Regions from separate parts of the Mus musculus genome. Here regions 1, 2 and 4 are each linked to region 3. A link is a contact called in public HiChIP or PLAC-seq and Micro-C data. All regions are on one chromosome and are shown on one strand. The core of a region is the stretch at or near the end of the contact, and the rest is flanking DNA. Distances in the headings are between cores, read along the strand shown. Region 1 overlaps Slc22a23 (solute carrier family 22, member 23). Region 2 overlaps Slc22a23 (solute carrier family 22, member 23). Region 3 has its middle 21 kb from the start of Slc22a23. Region 4 has its middle 56 kb from the start of Pxdc1.

What was found. A called contact is a pair of places that touch in the nucleus more often than the background predicts. HiChIP or PLAC-seq counts read pairs in DNA pulled down with a chosen protein or histone mark.
Region 1: a FOXA1 HiChIP or PLAC-seq map of pancreatic cancer cells shows a contact between it and region 3. The contact joins two enhancer-like sites. A contact is called at or near these places in 8 of 484 Hi-C or Micro-C datasets (B cells, the G1E-ER4 cell line, the HPC-7 cell line and 4 more) and 2 of 115 datasets of contacts at active chromatin or transcription factors (embryonic basal ganglia and pancreatic cancer cells).
Region 2: a contact with region 3 is called in a FOXA1 HiChIP or PLAC-seq map of pancreatic cancer cells. The contact joins two enhancer-like sites. A contact is called at or near these places in 1 of 484 Hi-C or Micro-C datasets (beige adipocytes) and 2 of 115 datasets of contacts at active chromatin or transcription factors (embryonic stem cells and pancreatic cancer cells).
Region 4: a contact with region 3 is called in a Micro-C map of muscle stem cells, with 4 times the contacts expected there. The contact joins two enhancer-like sites. A contact is called at or near these places in 1 of 484 Hi-C or Micro-C datasets (muscle stem cells) and 1 of 115 datasets of contacts at active chromatin or transcription factors (embryonic stem cells).

The regions. Positions count from the first base shown.
Region 1 is chr13:34,205,720-34,210,410 of GRCm38.p6, forward strand. All of the region lies in intron 4 of Slc22a23 (solute carrier family 22, member 23), which reads right to left. Among named protein-coding and RNA genes, the nearest start is that of Gm52037, 10 kb to the left of the region's middle. Within about 2 kb of position 2,547, at least 18 of the 459 cell types and tissues checked have an H3K27ac peak or open chromatin away from gene starts, as enhancers often do. A contact at or near this core is called in pancreatic cancer cells, where this site is marked.
Region 2 is chr13:34,232,563-34,237,095 of GRCm38.p6, forward strand. All of the region lies in intron 3 of Slc22a23 (solute carrier family 22, member 23), which reads right to left. Among named protein-coding and RNA genes, the nearest start is that of Gm52037, 37 kb to the left of the region's middle. Within about 2 kb of position 1,994, at least 30 of the 459 cell types and tissues checked have an H3K27ac peak or open chromatin away from gene starts, as enhancers often do. A contact at or near this core is called in pancreatic cancer cells, where this site is marked.
Region 3 is chr13:34,363,436-34,368,310 of GRCm38.p6, forward strand. No RefSeq gene overlaps it. Among named protein-coding and RNA genes, the nearest start is that of Slc22a23, 21 kb to the left of the region's middle. Within about 2 kb of position 2,001, at least 24 of the 459 cell types and tissues checked have an H3K27ac peak or open chromatin away from gene starts, as enhancers often do. A contact at or near this core is called in muscle stem cells and pancreatic cancer cells, where this site is marked.
Region 4 is chr13:34,593,861-34,598,502 of GRCm38.p6, forward strand. No RefSeq gene overlaps it. Among named protein-coding and RNA genes, the nearest start is that of Pxdc1, 56 kb to the right of the region's middle. Within about 2 kb of position 2,736, at least 2 of the 459 cell types and tissues checked have an H3K27ac peak or open chromatin away from gene starts, as enhancers often do. A contact at or near this core is called in muscle stem cells, where this site is marked.

The sequences.
Region 1 (4,691 bases), core at 1,297-3,796, 160 kb before region 3:
CACACACACACACACACATGCATACACATACATGCACATGCACACACATCTAGAGTAATAGATTTTTTAAAATGATTTATTTGGTACTTAAGTGTATGCATTTGCCTATGTGAGTTTATATGCATCATTTACACGCAGGTACCTGTGGAGGCCAGAGGGTATCAGATACCCTGCAACTGGAGTTTACAAGCTGTTGTGAGCTACCTAATATGGAAGCTGGAACTGACCGTGTATCATCCATAAGAGCTCCATAAGTGCTTCTAACCACCAGTCATCTCTACAGCTCTGTAACTTTTTAAAAGCAGGATAAACATGTTTTAGAAAGATCCTGCACTAAACAGCGACAGTGCCGCGTGGGCCTAAGCTTTATATGGATATTTTATGTGGCACTCTTCCTAAATGGTACTACTGTATCAATATATAAAATGGTCTCCCTGGTAGGTCTGCTTTCTGTTTCTCTGTCCCTCCCTCCTCATTTCCTTTCTCTCTGCCTTTTCTTTTCCAAGAAGATCCAACGAAGCAGCCCATGCTTGACTAGAACTCAGAGAAACCCTTCTGCCTCAGCCTCCTGCGAGCTGGGATTACAGGCACACACCACCCACCCACTCCCTTGCTGTTTCTTTATGCTAAATGGGAGCGTGCAGCTTGGGCAAACTCTTCCTGTGCTCACCCCAGCATGTGTATGGCGGAACGTGGTGACTGAGGAGTGGACAGTAGGAACAGGTTCCTAACTCATCTTCCTGATGTGCAGCCGACCTAAACCCAGGCCTGCTTGACCTTTCCCAGGTCTGTTGTACATTGCAGTCATTAGCTGTGCAATTGCCCAGTGAAATCAGCAGTTAAAAATGAGTACAAAGGAACACGTTTCCTTCTCCCCCACCAGAGTGTCAGCATCAGGCCCAGGACAGAAGCGAGAGAATTTGGGGAGAGAGTAAAGGCATCTTTCTCAGACAGAGAGGAGGCTAGACATTAGAGTCAGTGCAGAGAGACCCTATGGTAAAGCCAAACAGTATTTTCCAGATTGAAAAAAAAAACAATAAGCACTGGTCTTAATGGAGTCCAGGATGAAGAGAGCCATGTACAGCTCAAATGCGCTGGCAGTTTGCGGTGGGACCCTTCTGGGACTACTAGAATAGGGAATAAATAAGACAAGTCAATTTAAGTCTAGACGCTATCCTGTTCTTTACTGCTGGTAACGCCATACAGCAGGTGTGAAAGCTACTCTTTGAAAATTGAGGTGTATAGCAACTAATAATCTGAGCTTGAGTTCTCTGTTCTATTTTAATTCATTTTTTGGGGGGGAGGGTAGGAAGGGGGGGGAACGTGCTGTGAGCTTTTCCTAACTTGTCACCGGAATTCTACATGAAATGTGAGCAGTTTGGATGCTTGCAAATGACTTCTTTATATTTTTATGTCTTGAGTTGATTCAAACAAGCACAATGACTCTGAAGTGGTCCGTGTGCTTTACAAGTCTCAAGTCTGAGATGAAATACGGTAATGTGAAAGAACATAAAAACAGAATTTGGGGTCGTTTGATGAGAAGGTAATAATTAGAACTTTTCTCATTTTCGGAAATTTGCAATAAAGAAAATTTTGTTATTTCAATTTGTAGTAATAAATATATACAACTGATTAAAATTTTAAAAAACTGGTACATGGTATAAGGATGATCATTAAGGTTTAAAAGCAATGAATTGTCTTCTTGTCCAGTGGGAGAATCTAATATCAACCAGCTTCCTATCAGGACAGCCTTTTTTGTTCATTAATATATCACTATACAAAAGAAGGGATTTCACTATAACACTTTCATTAACATACATCACACATTAGATCGTATGCCTCATCCCCCTTCTCACCCCTCGCTTCTTTTCCCAAGCAGTTTCTTTCTGTTTGAATGCCTTACCTACTTGCTCCTGAATCTAGATTCTACACAGGAGAGAAAATTCACACTCTTCATCTTTCTGAGTCTGATGATGACTTCCAGTTTTATCCACATTTCTGCAAATGTTAGAACTTCTAACATTTAGAAATGGCTAAAACTCCATGTGTATATACACAACATATTTCTAAGTTCACCCATTGATGGGCACCTAGACAGACTCCATATCTTGCTATTGTGCTACTGTAAGCATTGGGTGTGCATGTCTCTGTGTTCATTGACTCGGTCTTTCTAGTGTACACACCCAGGAGAGATAATAGCTATGCACTGGCAGCTTTTTAAGAACCCTCACACTGATTTCAATAGAGGCTTGGGCTGCCTTTTGGAGAGTTCATTAAACACACACGCTGGTGAAAAGCCAATTGGGCAGTTCTCTGAGTAAAAAGCATGTGTGTCCTGTTTAATTCACTGCACTAGGACATTTACTCATAAATAAAGTACAGAAAGGAAATAAAACCACCAATGCTTTATTAAATTAGTTGTACCCTTAAGTCTTTCCTTTATTTGTTTTGCAAAGTGTTTAATTTTAGGGCGATACCCGTGTACACAGACACACCTTCCTGCCTGTGATTCAACAGTGACATCATTCACAGAATAAACATGTATGGAGCAGTTGGAGTCATTAGGGCAAAGAGCCACACTTTAGGCTGCAAGAAGTTATTTTGTTGGGAAGGAAAGCATACTAAACACATACTGCACCACTGCCTATGTCCCAGCCCAGTGTGGAACTTCGACCAAGCAGGCATACAGGCAGGACACAAAATCGAGCCCAGAGAGGACAAAAGGTCAGTATAACTTCATGGAGATGACCTTTCCATATGTGCATACGAAAATGAGTGTAGAAGGAACTCAGGGCACTTCTGATTCAAAGAGATAACTCTAGCTCTAGTTGTTGACTCTCTGGGTATGATCATGTATGGAACAGTTAAAAAAAATTCTAGAGGGGCTGGCAGGATAGCTCAGTGGTTAAGAGCACTCTTTCAAAGGACCAGAGCTCAGTTCCCAGCACTCACATGGTCGCTAACAATCATCTGTAACTCCACTTTCAGGAGATCCAACATCCTCTTCTGGCCTCTATGGGTACTACATGCATGTGATGCACAGAGATACACTCAGGCAAAATACCCATTCTAATCAAGATAGATAAAATCTTAAAAAAAATCTAGAGAGTCCTCAAAGAAAATAAAGAAACAGCAACAGACTCAAAGGTCTGAATGGAATTAAACACAATTGGAAGTTATTCAAAGGTGTCCAGTGTGCTTCACGAACTGAGGTCCCATAATCCCCTGGGAAAATGATAGTAGAAATACACCAGAAAGTTGCTGTGATGTTAAATGAGTCCGTTATTCATCTGGGTCTCAATTTCTCTGAATCTGTGAAATGAGATCAGTAGACTGCCACAGAAGCTTTGGCAAGCTAGAGCCCCCATCTTATCTGCTGAGATTTGAGGCTAAAAGTCACCTCTCAAAGGCAAAACTATGCTACATTGTGCATAGCATCCTCATAGTGCTTGCTACAGGCTCAGGCCACTTGGTGTCCAGCATCCTCATAGTGCTACAGTCTCAGCCACACTGTGCACAGCATTCTCAGAGTGCTGCAGGCTCAGGCAGGGCACACGAAGTCTTTGACATTAGCCTTTTTACAGTGGACCAACCCTGCATACATAGGGATTGACATGACCCTAAATGTTACTCTGTTCATGCCTTTAGCAGATAAAGACCTGAGATTTAGCTCCCATACAGACACACCTATAATCTGTAACATTATATTGCATGCAGCTGGTGCTCATCCACCCACAAACCCCAGTTAATATTCTCCACTTTCTCACTCTTCCTCCTGTGGAAGTGATTATCAAGCCATAGAAATCAGAAGGTACACAGGGCATGAAAGGGGCAAAGCTGTACAGGGAACTGATTTGACACCATTTGCAAGTGATACAGAAAATGTGGTACTCTGACAGACAAAGTGGTGCAGACCTATAATCTCAGCGCTTGCCAGGCCAAGGCAGGGTGATAGCAAGCTGGAGGCTAGGTCGGATTAGAATAGTGAGTTCCTGGCCAGGATGGATCATTTGGCAAGACCTCATCTAAAACTATAAAATATAAAGGAGCTGGGATGAACTCCTCAGTGGTTGAGAGCTCCCTTAGCATGCACAGGGTTCTAGATTTAATTACCAGGAAAGGGGGTGGGGGTGGGGTAAGGAGGGAAAGAGGCAGAAGAGATGAATTTGCCACTTCTGCACCTAACTAGAACTTTACTGGCACCTCTGTTTACAGCTTGCTGGGGATGGGCCAAACAGCTGTTCCAAGGGACCATCTTCTGACCTAGGCTCTAATCCTACGCCCATCAGGGTGGCAGACAGATACCTTGGATACAGTATCTACTTGTCATGTGGGAGTCTCCTGCCTGCCCTGATTTGTCCTCATACCTAGCAGATGCCTCATCACCACTGTGAACACCTCTCCCAGCTCCCTCGGAAACTTATCCTGATTGGAGTTAGCCAGTTCCAATGCCTGAGGGAGATCAAACTGCCACCTTTTTAGTACTGGTTTCACAGGTCCCCTACATCTCCTTCTATCCATCTGTATGGACTCTGACCAGCTGCCTGTGCAGCAGTCATTTAGCATCTGACACCTGACTTGAGCCAGGCACCAACAGCTCAGACTCTAACACATGCTCACCCTGTCTGCCCTCTGCCTGGTTTACAGGCTGTAGTGGCTTCCAAGCTGGCCTTCCATAGCCCCAGCTGCTG
Region 2 (4,533 bases), core at 744-3,243, 130 kb before region 3:
GTTTACCCCTAATGCTACATCTTATGTAGCATCTGCCTTTAAAAATTACCTTTCTTGGGTTTAGAGAGATTGCTCAGAGGCTAAGATGGCCTGCTATTCTTCAGGAGACCTGAGCTCAGCTTCTAATACCCATACCAGGAGGCTCACCTCTGACTATTAGTCCATCTTCAAGAGAACAAATGCCCTTCTGTAGCTCCCCAGATCCCTGCATTTACATTCATATGACAATACACTCACATAATTTAAAAATAAAAATAAATCTATACAATAATTGTCTCGGGTTTGTTGCTCTTATAAAGGGTGCAGGTTCAATTCTAAGCATCTGCATGCCACATGGTGGCTTAGAGCTATCCAGTTCCAAAGGCTCTGGAGTCCTCTTCTAACTTGAGAGATTTTCTCTCTACTGTCTCCTTCCCTCTAGAGCTACTGCTACCTGTGCCCACTCTTCTCGTGGAATAGTCTTGATGAAGAAGCCCAGTGGCTTCGATCTGAAATAATCACTTCCCCACGGGACTGTTAATCTGCTCTCTCATGCCTCAGTTTAGTCTCTAAACTGGAAGTCTGACTAATTCAAGAATTCTGGAAGGAGATTCTACAAATGTTGTGTCTGCACTTCACGCTGCGGAGGGGAGAGTATGACTCAGCTTGAAGACAAGGCTGCTGTGTGGATTTACAGGCTGCTCCTTAGCTTCCTGTCCTAGCTATATCCATCAGCATTCTCTGCCAGCTTTAGCATCCTCTGTGGACCAGGGTCAGAATTAAAATCCTTACTTGGAGTGCAAAGACGGTATGATTTTTTTTTTTCTCCTTCTATCTTTCCTTGTCTGCTGCTCTTAATTTTAGTTATTTTGTAAAGAAGAATTTGATATTCCAGTGAGGGTCATTCTGTTTAGGATGGATGTCATTATCACATGCCATCTAGCCCACCTGAGGGGTCTCATGTCACTCAGAACAAAAGCAAAGTGTTTCAGGATGGCTCTAGCCTTGGTGTGCTCCTGACCCCTTCCCTGTCTTTAACCTCCCCACCTGCCATTTCCATCAGTCACTCTAGCTACACTGGCTTCCCTTAGGTTCACATGCCCGGCAGGCTCCTACCCAAGTGCCATTGTACCATGAGTGATATCCAAATCCCCCTCAGTTGGTGATTCCTGCTTCTTACCTCCCCATGTTCCTGTAGTAGGGGAAGTGTTCTTTGGCATGGAGATCTGCATGGCCACACACCAGTTGCTGCACCCTCACCTGGGACAACGTTGTATACATAGGTTCCATGACCCTGTTCTCAGAGAGTGGGGCTGGGTCCAGTAAACCGGGGTGACAGACAGTGTAGTGGCACTGGTGCATTTTCTATTTAAGGACAACTGTGGCATGTCCTACAAATACTACTGACCCCTCCTCATAACTGGGAGGGCTAGTTTACCGGCTTGTTTTAGAGATGACAAAACCATATAGTTGGGAGGTCTAGAGCATGAACTTGGAATGTACATTTCTGATAACTCCCCAGGTGACAGCTCTAGAAGCAGGGCTCTGGGCACTGTAGGGTCTGCAGTATAGGTGGACTGTCACACCCACCAGCACTGCGGTCCCTGGTTAGTGTTCTCTTTGCAGCACTGCCATATCAACACTAACAGCAGCATGGGGGAGGAGGGTGCAAGGCTTGCAATACCAGGTGGCCTACAAGCCTTGGCACCATCAGAGGCTGGCTTTGCTACTGTGTGTGACTTTTCTCTGTTGGGCGAAAAAACCCCACCACAACATAGTTTTCAATGCCAAAGAGCAAGGCAGGCAGAGGTACAAAATGCCCTGGAGGTGCAAAGAAATTGAAAAATTCTATTTCAGATGAAAGAAATCTCAGAGAACATGGAGCAGGGCTGCTGGAGTTGGGTCCTAGTCAGATAAGGCTCATGTGGAATTGGTGGGTGTGAGAGGGGAGCCCATAACGAAACACCCAGCTCTTGCCTTGCTTAAAGATCTTGAAATTCAATTAGCAAATAAAACAAAGCTGAGGTCACACGAAACACGACAAGGGTCAGGGGCTGACTCATGCTGCCAGTCTGCAGCCACTGATCCCCATCCAACCATCTCATTTTATTAAAGGGGAAAATAAGGTCAGGGAGTCAGTTGGTGGTAAAGGCAAGGCTCGGTTCCAAGCCTCGGGCTCTCTGACCTCACTGCATTGGCTTTGGAGAATATAACCAATGAGGATTGCTTTGGGTTTAGTTTTAAATTAAGATTACAATAAAAACAGAAATCAGATCTGATAGGACACATGGTGGTTAAAATTAGCATCCCCCCTCCCCACAAGTGGAAAACCCTCCTGTACTGCGATCAACATTGAAACACCAGCCAGTCAAACAGGGAGTCAGATCAGGCCAGCAGCAGGAAAGCCATGTTCAAGAAACAGGCCTGTGGAGAGGGACTGTGTTAACAGAGAGCTTCGGTAGGTGGTTTTCTGTCCAGCCCAACTGAAGTACTTTGAGTAGGAGCAGTTCTGAGACTGACTAGGGATGAGCGCCATCTTGTCTTTTTGGCTCATGGTGTCCGCAGTGCAATTGCCTGCACTGGACACGAACAGTTGGATACCACTACACCCCAGTCCTCAGCCAAGCCCTGCCTCAGGAATTTAGCTATTCAGCCCCATTTCTGCAGTGAATTTCTCTTGTCTACATGTCCATGTGTTTATCATGGAACAAAGACTCAGAGGGCAGAATGTTCTTGAGTCCTAAGTAGGGGACTTCACAGGTCATGTTGTGGTCACCACATGTGTCGCGCTGTGTGCCAAGTGTGGGCTCAGTAAATAGATGCTGAGTAACATTACTGACCTTCAAGTAACAGAATTCTCCACTAGTCAAATCCCCCGGTGTTTAAGCCAAATTCTTCCTCAGCTGGACTCAAGTTTATTCCAGTGTGACACTACGAGCAGCTGTGTGGCCTTGGGGCAGCCACTTCACCTCCTAAAACCTTAGTCCGATGGAGGGGAGAATGGAGTGCTTCCATTGCAAGGAAGAACCAGCTTACAGTCGCTTCCGAGAAAGTCTCCCCTTTGAGAGACCTTTCTGCTCTAGGTCACCTGACACATTGTCAGTGGTTACTGTTCGCCCCTTGTTGCTCTCCCAGGTGAAAATCCTGGAAGTCCAAATCCCTAGTGTGGTGCTCACTAGTCTCCACAGTCACCTGTTTATTGGCCTGTCTGTTTCCTCACCTGCTGTTCTCCTCAATGTTCTTGGCAAGCAAGGCTTTAAGCTTCATGATCCCCTCCTTCCATTCCCCACCCATTGTCTTGGTCCACTTAAACCTGTTCCTCTTACTATCATTGACTAGCTTGGTTACTCGTCCTCTAATTCTCCCCAACCCCCCTTTGTCTGGACCACAGAGCCATGCTCTAGAACCCTTGAAACTACCTTCTCTGTAGCTTGGTTGCCCTCACAGCCGTAAAAGGAAAATCAGCCTTATTTCTCCGTGTCCTTCTCAATGCCTGGCATCTGCTTCACACTTAGCTGCCCCAAGAGAACCTACTGAGTAACACAGGAGTCTACATGGGTGGGAAAGGCCCTTTCCACGAGGGCTACCTCCAAGTGGGTAAATGAAAAAAATCCCCATGGTCTTTATTAAACAATTACATGAAGGCCAGATCAGAGCCTCTGAGAACTGCTCCTAACACAAAAGAATCCTATTCTTTAAAGCTGCCCTACCACAGAGGATCACATGGGATCTTCCTCTGATTTGGGTGTCCACCCATCCCCACTTGCTGCCTAAGGCAAGGGTGGAGAAGTTACAGTAATATAAAGAATGGGAGCAGCAGTTATGCAGGAAGGGCTTAGCTGTGCTTAGCATCCCAGTCTCTCCTTCTTACTTGGAAGAAACCTAATCAGGAAATAATTATGATCCTTACTTTTAAATGGCACTCCTCTAGCTTCATGCTCAGTCAGGCTGGGTGTTTCCTTATTTAATCTCAACTGCAATGCTTTGACCAACTCAGTGGCAGCGTGTTTGTTACCTTTCTTCTTTTTCTTGTGGTGCTGGGGTTGGGACTCTGAGCCTTGTTCAAGCTAGGCAAGTGCGTTGCCACCAAACTATATCCCTAATGCTGGTGCCACACCCTCTCAAGATCTCTTATAGCTCAGGCTGGCTCCTAATTTACTATGTAGCCAAGGATGACCTTGGTCTTCCTGGATTCACCTGAAAGTGCTAGATTAAAGGGGTATGCCATCATGCTTTGCCTCTCTCTCTCCCTTCCTCCCTCCCTCTATACATCCTTCCCTCCATCCCTCTCTCAGTTGAACCCTACCCTCAACAACCCAATACCATATCTAGTAACATAACTTGCAGCCCAGCTTCCCTAAATACAGCAATACAGAAAGTGAAGATAACCGGAGTTCAATCTTTGAGATCCACATGATGGAAAAGGAGAACTGATTCCCCAAAGCTGTCCTCCACATGCATACTATGGCATGTATGCACCCACACACAAACACAAATACAACTACATTTTTAAAAATTAGGAAGGTAAATGACCCTGCGGTTACATCTTTAAAA
Region 3 (4,875 bases), core at 751-3,250:
ACCATCTCCTTCCTCAGGCGAGTCACTGATTTAAGGCACTGTTCCTTGGTCTCTCATTTCCCCTTTCAACCCTGATCCCATATGCTCATCCATGGAATTATTGGAATTCAGCCTCACTATTGAAGTTCTAGGCTAATGAAAAGGAGGCTGGCTTGCATTAAACCCATGTCTGAACGCACACTAACTAAAGCCTGCATGTAGCTTGGCAAATAGCGATTTGTACTTCCGGGCACCTCTGGTGGAGGTACCTTTTCATTGGTTAAACAAGTGTGATTACTCAAAATATAAGAGAAGGTTCCAGCTGGGTAAGGGTAGCTCTTGCTCTCCACACTGTGAGGAGTTGGGAATGCTTCCAAGACACAGGAAACTCCCTTCTTGGACAGGGAAGTCTAACTTCTAAAAGATAAGCTTAAAGAGATCCACCAGGCCTTTACAGTATGCCCTTCATTTTCTTTGATAAATAGAATCCTTTGAGTTAAATTGAAGTGTTCATTAGACACCAGTTTGGTAGAGCCCAGTCTCTCAGGTTCCCAGGGAGGAACTCCTTCATGTTGTCCCCTAAAATTGAACTCTCTGCATTATAATAATCAATAATGAAATTATGGAAACAATCAATGGGTTATTACATAGCTGTTCTCCAACTATATCTCTCTGGAAGCTTAAAGCTTAACTACAGGAAAATGAGTACCTCCAAGTCTTTCCATAGGATATTAAGCTTTCTGAAGACTCACCTGAAGATCACACAGCTGGGAAAGACCCAGCTGACAGAGCCAAAGGAAGCCAAGTGAGGCAAAGCCAGCCTTCTTACCAAGTGCTAAAGGGACTCTCTTGTTAGTTATAAGCAATTCAGTTAATCAGATGCTATTATTTCCATGTTTGCTTAATTTAACTTTTCAAAGTTAATTTCATTTTTAAAGTATTAGTCCAAGTACACAGGGACTGCTTTACAGATTCTTAGTTGTACAGATAAAATAGTTTCAAAGCAGACCTGGAAGGGAACTCTCAGACAATTTTATTAGACATTGAAAGGGAGGAATAATTAACTAGGTAGGCAAACAGAAGATCTCAGTGGCTTCTAGAGGAGGAAACTGGTAAGAGAGGATGTTATGTTTATATGTGCTGAATTAGAGGTCAGGAGAGCAAGGCAGTTCTGTGACAACTCTGTGTGGCAGGGGGCTCTTCAGAGAGAAACAATGAGAACAATAACCAATGTGTTAGGTAAACAGACTTAAAATTTCGACCTGTTGGAACAACAATATGAATAATCAGTATCCCCAGAGCTCGGATCTCTAGCTGCATATGTAGCAGAAGATGGCCTAATTGGCCATCATTGGGAAGAAAGGCCCCTTGGTCTAGCAAACTTTATATGCCCCAGTACAGGGGAAAGCCAGGGCCAAGAAGTAGGACTGAGTAGGTAGGGGAGCAGGGCAGGAGGGATGGTATAGGGGACTTTTAGGATAGCATTTGAAATGTAAATGAATAAAATAAATATCCAATTAAAAAAAAGATTTGGACCTGTGTCAGAGAGAGAGAGAGAGAGAGAGAGAGAGAGAGAGAGAGAGAGAGAGAGAGAGAGAGACTGTCTGGGAGTCCTGATTCTCTTTGTCGTCTCTGCCAGTTAAAGAATTAAAAACAGAAAAAAATCTTGAACTTGATATGTAGCAGTGGAGAAATCTGGGACACTAAGGCAACATTTAAAGGCCAAAATGAAAATGTAACTCATTCATATTTTCTTTCTGTCCTCAGACTCCTACTGACAGTTGTCCATAAAGACAGGTGACGTCCAGCCCCTCCCAGAGCTCTCTTCTACTTAAATTAGCTAAACCTTTCAAAATTGCTAGTTCTTTTCAATCTACTTGTGATTTCAACACTCAGAGTCTTGGATGAGTTTATTTATGTCCCTTGGGGGTCATTTTATAAATATCTGACACAAATAAGGCAATAAACAGCCTGGGCTGCCATAATGACTCAGCAGTAGGTCACCATTGCCCAAGTTGGTGGTTTCTGTAAATGCTTGTTAATGGCTTCACTAGGGATGGGCTGTGGGGCTGGAAGACTCTCCAGCCCCTTTCTGTTTCTGGCAACTCCGAGTGAGAGAGCTTGCCAAGCTACACATGGTGAAAGTGTTATTATCATCATTCTCCACATTATTCAATGAAAGTGCCCAAATTATTGTGGGTTGTCTTAGGTCTTTCAACCAGCCAACACTTTAACTTTTATATGTACTTGAACATTCTCCTAATTAATAGGTAAACTTCTTGGGAATATATCATTAATCTCAGCAGACCTCCGGCCTCTATCAACTCTAAAGCTAAGAATGCGCTCAAATAGCATCTGAAACCTGGGGAGGCTTCTCTGTGTTGCTGGAGCATCTTGGTAAATCTACTGGTTCACAGCATTCTTTTGTTCTGCAACACTTAGCAGTTCATATAACCTCTATCATGGTGGAACATGTCCATTTTGAGTAACTTGAATGTGTCGCTCATATTTGGTCTAGGATAAACAATTTTCTTATTACCTTTAAAGTAGAAATGCTATTTTGTGTTGAGAGCTTTGAAGTGATGTATAGATTAGGCATGTTTGTGCAAAGTGTTCTAACTTTCCATTCAGCCTTCCAACAGGGCCAGGACCACTCCAAAGGATGAGTTCCTCACAGGGAGACATTTACTAAGCAATGCCACAATCTTGGATGGTACTTCTTTTAATGCCTATAATTTCAAAACCAATTCAATTTATTTCAAATTTAGAACTTTGAAAGATGGTAAGGACTTCAACATCTCCACAAGGGAAAGTGCTCCACAAGCAGAGACTGTTCCCCAGGGAGAATTCGTAGTGTGGATAACGGCCTGACCACTGTCTTAAGACTGGGTTGAATTTATTCCATGTACCATGTACTGTGATAGCATGACACCCCCATGTCTAATATCAATGGGTCGAATAGTTATAATGTAGTTAGTAACTGATGGTAATCTAGCATTTTTTACATAAGCCAGTGTATGCCACTATAAAGGTCTGTATGAGATTGACCTTCATAGGCTCATATATCTGAATACTTAGTTCCCAGTTAATGGAACGGTTTGGACAGATTTGGGAACATGGACTTGTTGGTAGAGACGTGTCACTGGGGGTGGGGACAGCGGCGGGAGATTTGATGTTCCAAAAGCCCACACCATTCCCAGTTAGCTCTCTCTGCTTTGCTTTTGTGACCCAAGATGTAAGCTCTGAGGTACTGCTCCAGGGCTATGCATGCCTGCTTGCTCCCATGCTCCCTGAAGTGATGGTCATGGACTCTAACTCTCCAAAATTGAAAACCCCCAAAAAATTCTTCTAAAAGTGTCTTTGTTAGAGGTATTTTATCACAGCAATAGAACAGTAACGAATACAGGCATACACAGATGACTCCTGGCCTGGAGGTGGTACAGAACATTTGTGTGTGCATGACATTCAGAAAGAGATGCCCACGTTATCTAGGCCAACAGATTTAGTGGGCAGGAATGGTGGAGGCCCCAGGAGCAATTGTCTCTGGCATGTTTAGAGTTGGAGGCATGCAAGCATGATCTGAGGCTCACTAAGAAACCAATTTTTCAGGCCTGGGCAGGCCTTGAAGATCTTCAAGGTCAAGAGTGTCCCATGTGATGAAACAGCTACAGGCTTTAGTGTGAGCAATCTGGAAGGGAGATCATCACGCTGTCTAGAGACCTCTAAGTAGTTCGGGGCACTTAGAAAGGGGCCAAGGTTGTTTTGCGTGATGGTCATCTTGTTGTTGTTGTTCTCAATTGTTTATTTTTAAAAAAGCCCAATAATTTGCACGGATTCTTTATATCGTTAATGCCCCTTCTGTAATAGTTACATGTTTTATAAATAGATTCTCCCAGACTTTAGCTTGTTTTGTTGTTGTTGGTACCGCTTTAGTTTTATTTCCAATCTCATCTGTTAATAGAGATATTGAATTTGAATTAAGATTTTAAAAGTCTTAAAAATACCTTCTCTAACCCAGGAATTTGCACATAATAGGAGCCATTAGAAAGGAATTAATATATTGTGGGTCCACATAACTACATTGTCCCTATTAGAGCAACCAGGAGTCTAAATAGACATGGTCTTCCTCTGCTGCTGTTGCTCAAAGGACTGAAAAAGTCTTCTAAACTCAGCACTGTTTATTCTGTTAGCCCCACCCTCCAGATTAAACTCATGACTTTACACTCTACCCCGGAACCGTATCCTTGGTCTCTCCTATGTGAGTATGTAATCTTCTTCTGATTCCCAAGCTCACTATCCACTTCTGGGGTCTTGGCTCTCTGATAAGGGGAGGGGCTCACTAATGTCCTTGAAATTTTCTCAGGAACAAACAAGGTGGTATGATAAACAATGGAACATAATACCCACTTCCTAGCTGCTGGGCTGTGTATGCTCTCTTGTTTGCGGCAATTGGTTGTGGCCATCCACTATTTTGTGTTGTTTATTTAGTTTCTATTTTCTGATCTATCTAAATCACATCTGAAGGGTACACCCAGAATCCTTCTTGTATCCCACTTTTAGAAATACCATCATTTCCTCAAGCATAATTTTTGGTGAATTATTTTAATATCTGTCTCTGTCTCTGTTTCTGTCTCTGTCTCTCTCTGTCTCTGTCTCTCTCTCTCAGAGAGGAGGCTTATGTAGCTCACAGATTTGAAGGCAGACCTCCAAACAGCATTGTGCAGGCTCTGGTGAGGGTCCCCTTTGGCTGTATAAGTCATGTGTGAACTTTGTGGATATGTATTGTCCATAGCCTTTTAGAAAAGAAAATTCTGGAAAATACTTTGAGTTTTGGGGGAAGATATTTCTGTATAGAACTAAATATATGTATGACAGGTTTAGGGTAATATCTCTGGG
Region 4 (4,642 bases), core at 1,486-3,985, 230 kb after region 3:
GCCGACTATTCCCTCCTTCCCCTCCCAACACTGCATATGACACATTTTCTCTCCAGGGAGTTTCCTAAGTGATTCTGTTATGCTTCAAACTTTCATATCCATCTTTCTACTTTACTGAGTTTCCTCCCACTTGCACTGGGAAGACAAATAATGTTAAAATATTATGTATTTTCAGGTTTGAGTTGTCTAACTTCTGGCTCTGCCACTTACTGGCTATGTGTATTGAGCAAAGTGGTGAATCCTTGTAAGCTGCAAATACCGCAGGTCAAATTGGCAAGCAAGGCTGGTGCAAGAGAGCCCTATCCCCAAAGGAAGTTACTGAAGAGTAGACGGAATAACCAAGTCACATGAAAATCTGCGCAAAGTCTGTCACAGTTAAACTAGCCCCTAATAGCAAAGGCATGGAGGGGTTCACTGTGTAGCCCCTTCATGACAAAGCTGAGAGAAATGTAGAGCTCTGTGAGGCAGACCCCAGAGCACACTCTTGCATGCAGTAACCCATGAATACATGCACATAACCAATGACCACACACACATAGATTCCAGACTACCACAAGCCTCCCACATAAACGTCAGGAGGGCAGACACAGGCTTTGGCAAGGAAGCACTAAGGATCAAGTGCTCATCTACCGTATTCTGTTTTCTAAACTGCTGTTTTGAGCTACCTGACCACAGTACTACAGGTTTCATATAAGATGGGGATGATGTGGTAGTTTGAATAAGAATGGCTCCCATAGACTCATATATTTGAAAGTTTCATCACCAAGGAGTGGCACTATTTGAAAGGATTAGAAGGTGTAGCCTTGTTGGAGAAGGTGTGGCCTTATTGAAGAAGGTGTGACCTTGTTGGAGAACCTGTAGCCTTGTTGGAGAAGGCGTGGCCTTCCTGGAGAAGGTGTGTCACTGTAGAAGGGTTTTAAAGTTTCAAAAGCCCATGCACCCCTTTCTTCCCCGCTCCCTATAGGTCATGATATAGCAACTGTGAGCCAGCCCCCCACCCCCAGGTAAATACTTTGTCTTATAATAGTTGCCTTGGTCAATAGAAAAGTGACTAAAACAGATAACCACAAGGCCATTGGTAATTGATTGCTGTCACCACTACCCAGACACTGGAGACACTCCAAGACACAGAGAAGCTACAACTGTGATCCCCCATACAATGACCCCAAAGACAGCAGAGAACACTAGTGCAGGCATGAGGAAGACATCAGTAAAGTCCATCAGATAATCTAGGAGCCTGTCTTTCCAGGCCAACTTATCCTCATCACTGAGGGTTCACTTGACTCCATGTACTGGAGCAGAAATGATGACTGCAGGGGAAAGCCGCTCCTACCACACAGCAGACAATAAGCAGGGACTGAGACTGTTTCTCTTCTTTGGCCTGTCCTCTTTTTGATGGGATCAATTTTTCCTTATTCCCATTGCCTATAATCTTATAAATTACATATTTCATCTTTATTCTTTTTCTGTCATTAACACATTTGCATGTAATTTTTTATTTATATTTTAAACGGAGAGCTGTAAGGAAGCCGAATAAACTCATTGGTTTCCCTGGAGTGAACTTGGGTGAAATTGTACCTTAGATTATCACTGGGAGCCCAGGAAGAGGAACAGACTTTGCTTTATGACTCCCACTGGGAAGGAATTTTAGCAACAGCATCTCTTACTACAAATGCTCTCTCTACAGCTTTCATTTCCAGTCAATAAGTTCTCTCTTTAGCTGCATCTAAGCTATTGTTCAACCAATGAATTATTGTTTCAGGGACCAGTTTCTTTCTCTAGAATCTTATCTCACTTATTTTCAAATCCAGTGTTGATTTTCTTTTAAATGACATCTTATGTTTTTTGCTTTATATGTTCTATTTCTTGTTTGTTTAAAAGTTATGTTCGGATAGCTCAGTTATCCTTCTATATTTTCTATTTACTATAAAATATAGTCTGCAGTATTATATCAATGTTTAGACTGAATTCTTTATCTACTATATTACTCAGAATTTTCCAAAGGAACATAACTGATATGATGAATATGTATACATATATATGGGATTTATTAGAGTAGCTTGCAGGCCATGGTTTTTTAAATTCCAACAATGGCTGGCTCCGGGTAAAAAGGCTGAGCACCTGACAGTTGTTCAGTTCATGATGCTGAATATCCCCCATCTCACTCTGGTACTGGAATCCTGGAGAATTCCTGAAGAGCTGCTGGCCTGCATCCTCCACTGAAGTCCTGAAGAAGTTGAATTTAACACAAGCCACAGCAGCAGGATAAATGAACTTTCCATCAAGAGGAGGGCAAGAAAGCATGCATCTTTTATGTGGGCTGCCACTAGAAGGTGTGGCCCAGATTTAGAGTAGGGTTTCTTGTTTCAAATAATCTTATTTTAAAAAATCCTTGAGGGAAATGCCTAGCAGCTTGGGTTTAGTCAACTTCTTGATGTAGTCAAGATAACAACCAAGAGTAGCCATCACACCTACCTGGTAATATTTCCCTCTGATTTCATCTCTAATGGGAATTGCTCTAAGGAGGATTCCATATGTATTGTAGGCTGTTAAGGGTTTTCTGTGGGCATCTTCTACATTACCTCAGAAACTCTTCCAGAACTAAAATAGTTTTCTATTAGGGATTCTAGCCCTGCATAAGTGGTGGTAAGAATTCTGACCACACATCAACACTCAGTAGGAGTTATGACATCCAATTTCTCACAACTGATTTTATTTCTACCCACAGCCCACGACTGACTGGATGGATTGTAAGTCATACAGATTTCCCTGGTGTTGATTCAATACACAGCACTATTACTATGACTCTAGAATTCATGGGGAAAAAAATCTCATCAAAGATGTTCCTAAACCTTTGACCCTCATCCTTAGCATTAAAATCCCAGTCCTTAGAAAACATTTCTATTCTAGCTTCCATTATATGTCATATAATTTTTACTTTCAGTTTTAAATTTTTTTAAGAGTAAGCTTAGTGTGTTAGAAAAAAAGAGGCTTCCTAATGTAGTTTATTCTTCTTTCACTGGATTGAATTTCAAGGGAGATGTTTCTTCCTCAGAATTCAGGTTTATCCAGATTGACTTCTGAGGTCACAAGGGGAAGTTAAAGTCTTGGTCAATTACATGGTCACACTGCAGCTGTTGGTAGCTTAGTTAGGAGTGGGACAGAAATAGATTTGATGGGGAAACAAAAATGTTTTGTTAGGTCATTTTCTCATTCTTTTCATCATTGTGTAATGAGTGTGATTTTATGGTCAGATAATCATCAATTAGTTTTTGAGAAAACCACATGTATGCCTTTACATTTTATGCTCTTCAAAATGCACCAGATGCCTGCATGATAAACTTTATATCTATGATAGTATAACTCTAAACTTTTAAAATAACAATCTAACAGTAGCTACAAAAGAAATGACTAGTTATGTATTTAACCATTTGTGACAAGTAACTAAACTACTGGGCAGGAAAGAGAGGTACCATGGTTATCTGGTCATTATTATATAGTAATGTTTAAAAAGCTTTCAAATTAGTAAAAGAGAAAGGGAAAGATTAACCGTGTGGTATGTAATATATAGGATGCATCAATATGAACCCATGCATTTTTAATATGAAGATGATAGATAAATAGATAGATACATACATGCATACATAAATCAATAGATAGATAGATAGATAGATAGATAGATAGATAGATAGATAGATAGATAGACAGACAGATAGATTATACATATGCATATACTTATTTCCTCTGTCTGTTTGAAGGGCTGTTGAAGCAATGAACTTTGAATATCAACAAACACAACCATGGCCCAGTTCTTGGAGCCAGAAGAATCCAAAGCTTATAAAGAAGTGGTTAGTTCCAGGATTGGGGTATAAAAAAATAAAAACAAAAGCATAAACACAAAACATATAATGTGCCCAGAACATCCTCAAAGGCCAAAAGTAAAGAAATATAAAAGGACCAGGTATTTGCAGATACCATAGATGCCTTTGAGGAACAACTAGTGGCCAAAGCATAGGCTATTCAAGGAACAAAATAAATAACCATAGTATTGAGTTTTATACCAGAGAACAAAATCAGAAATTTGTGAGTCCATACTGCTAGATATACAATTGAGTTAACACAGATTCCATATCTTCTATGGGAAAATGTTCTTACTCAACAAAAATACCAGACAGAAGAGAGAGAACTATTCCTTCTTTAGAGAAGCATTCCAATTAGAAAATATTGCCTAAGAGTTAGGGAATTTAAAAAATTACCACCTGATCACTTGTGCAAATGATATATCATGATTCACTGACGGAAGCTAGCTAGCAACATGAGTGGGGATGGTCATATAATCTCAATGCATCTTTCTCTCAATAACTACCACAAACAGAGGGACATTTGAGTGATGAAGGCCATTAATATATGTATCACCTTCACCAAGCAGCCAAATAGAACACGAACAATAATGCACAGCAACACCGGGCCCTCTGATATAACACACTGCGGTTCTATGAGGTGCTTTCCTCAAACCCATAACCCTAATGTAGTTAACAAGAACACTTGCCCAAACTTGTACTGAGGAGATAACCTACAAAAATGGCTTGTAAATACTCTTCAAAAGTGCCAAGGTGGGCCAGAGATAGCTCACTGAATAAAG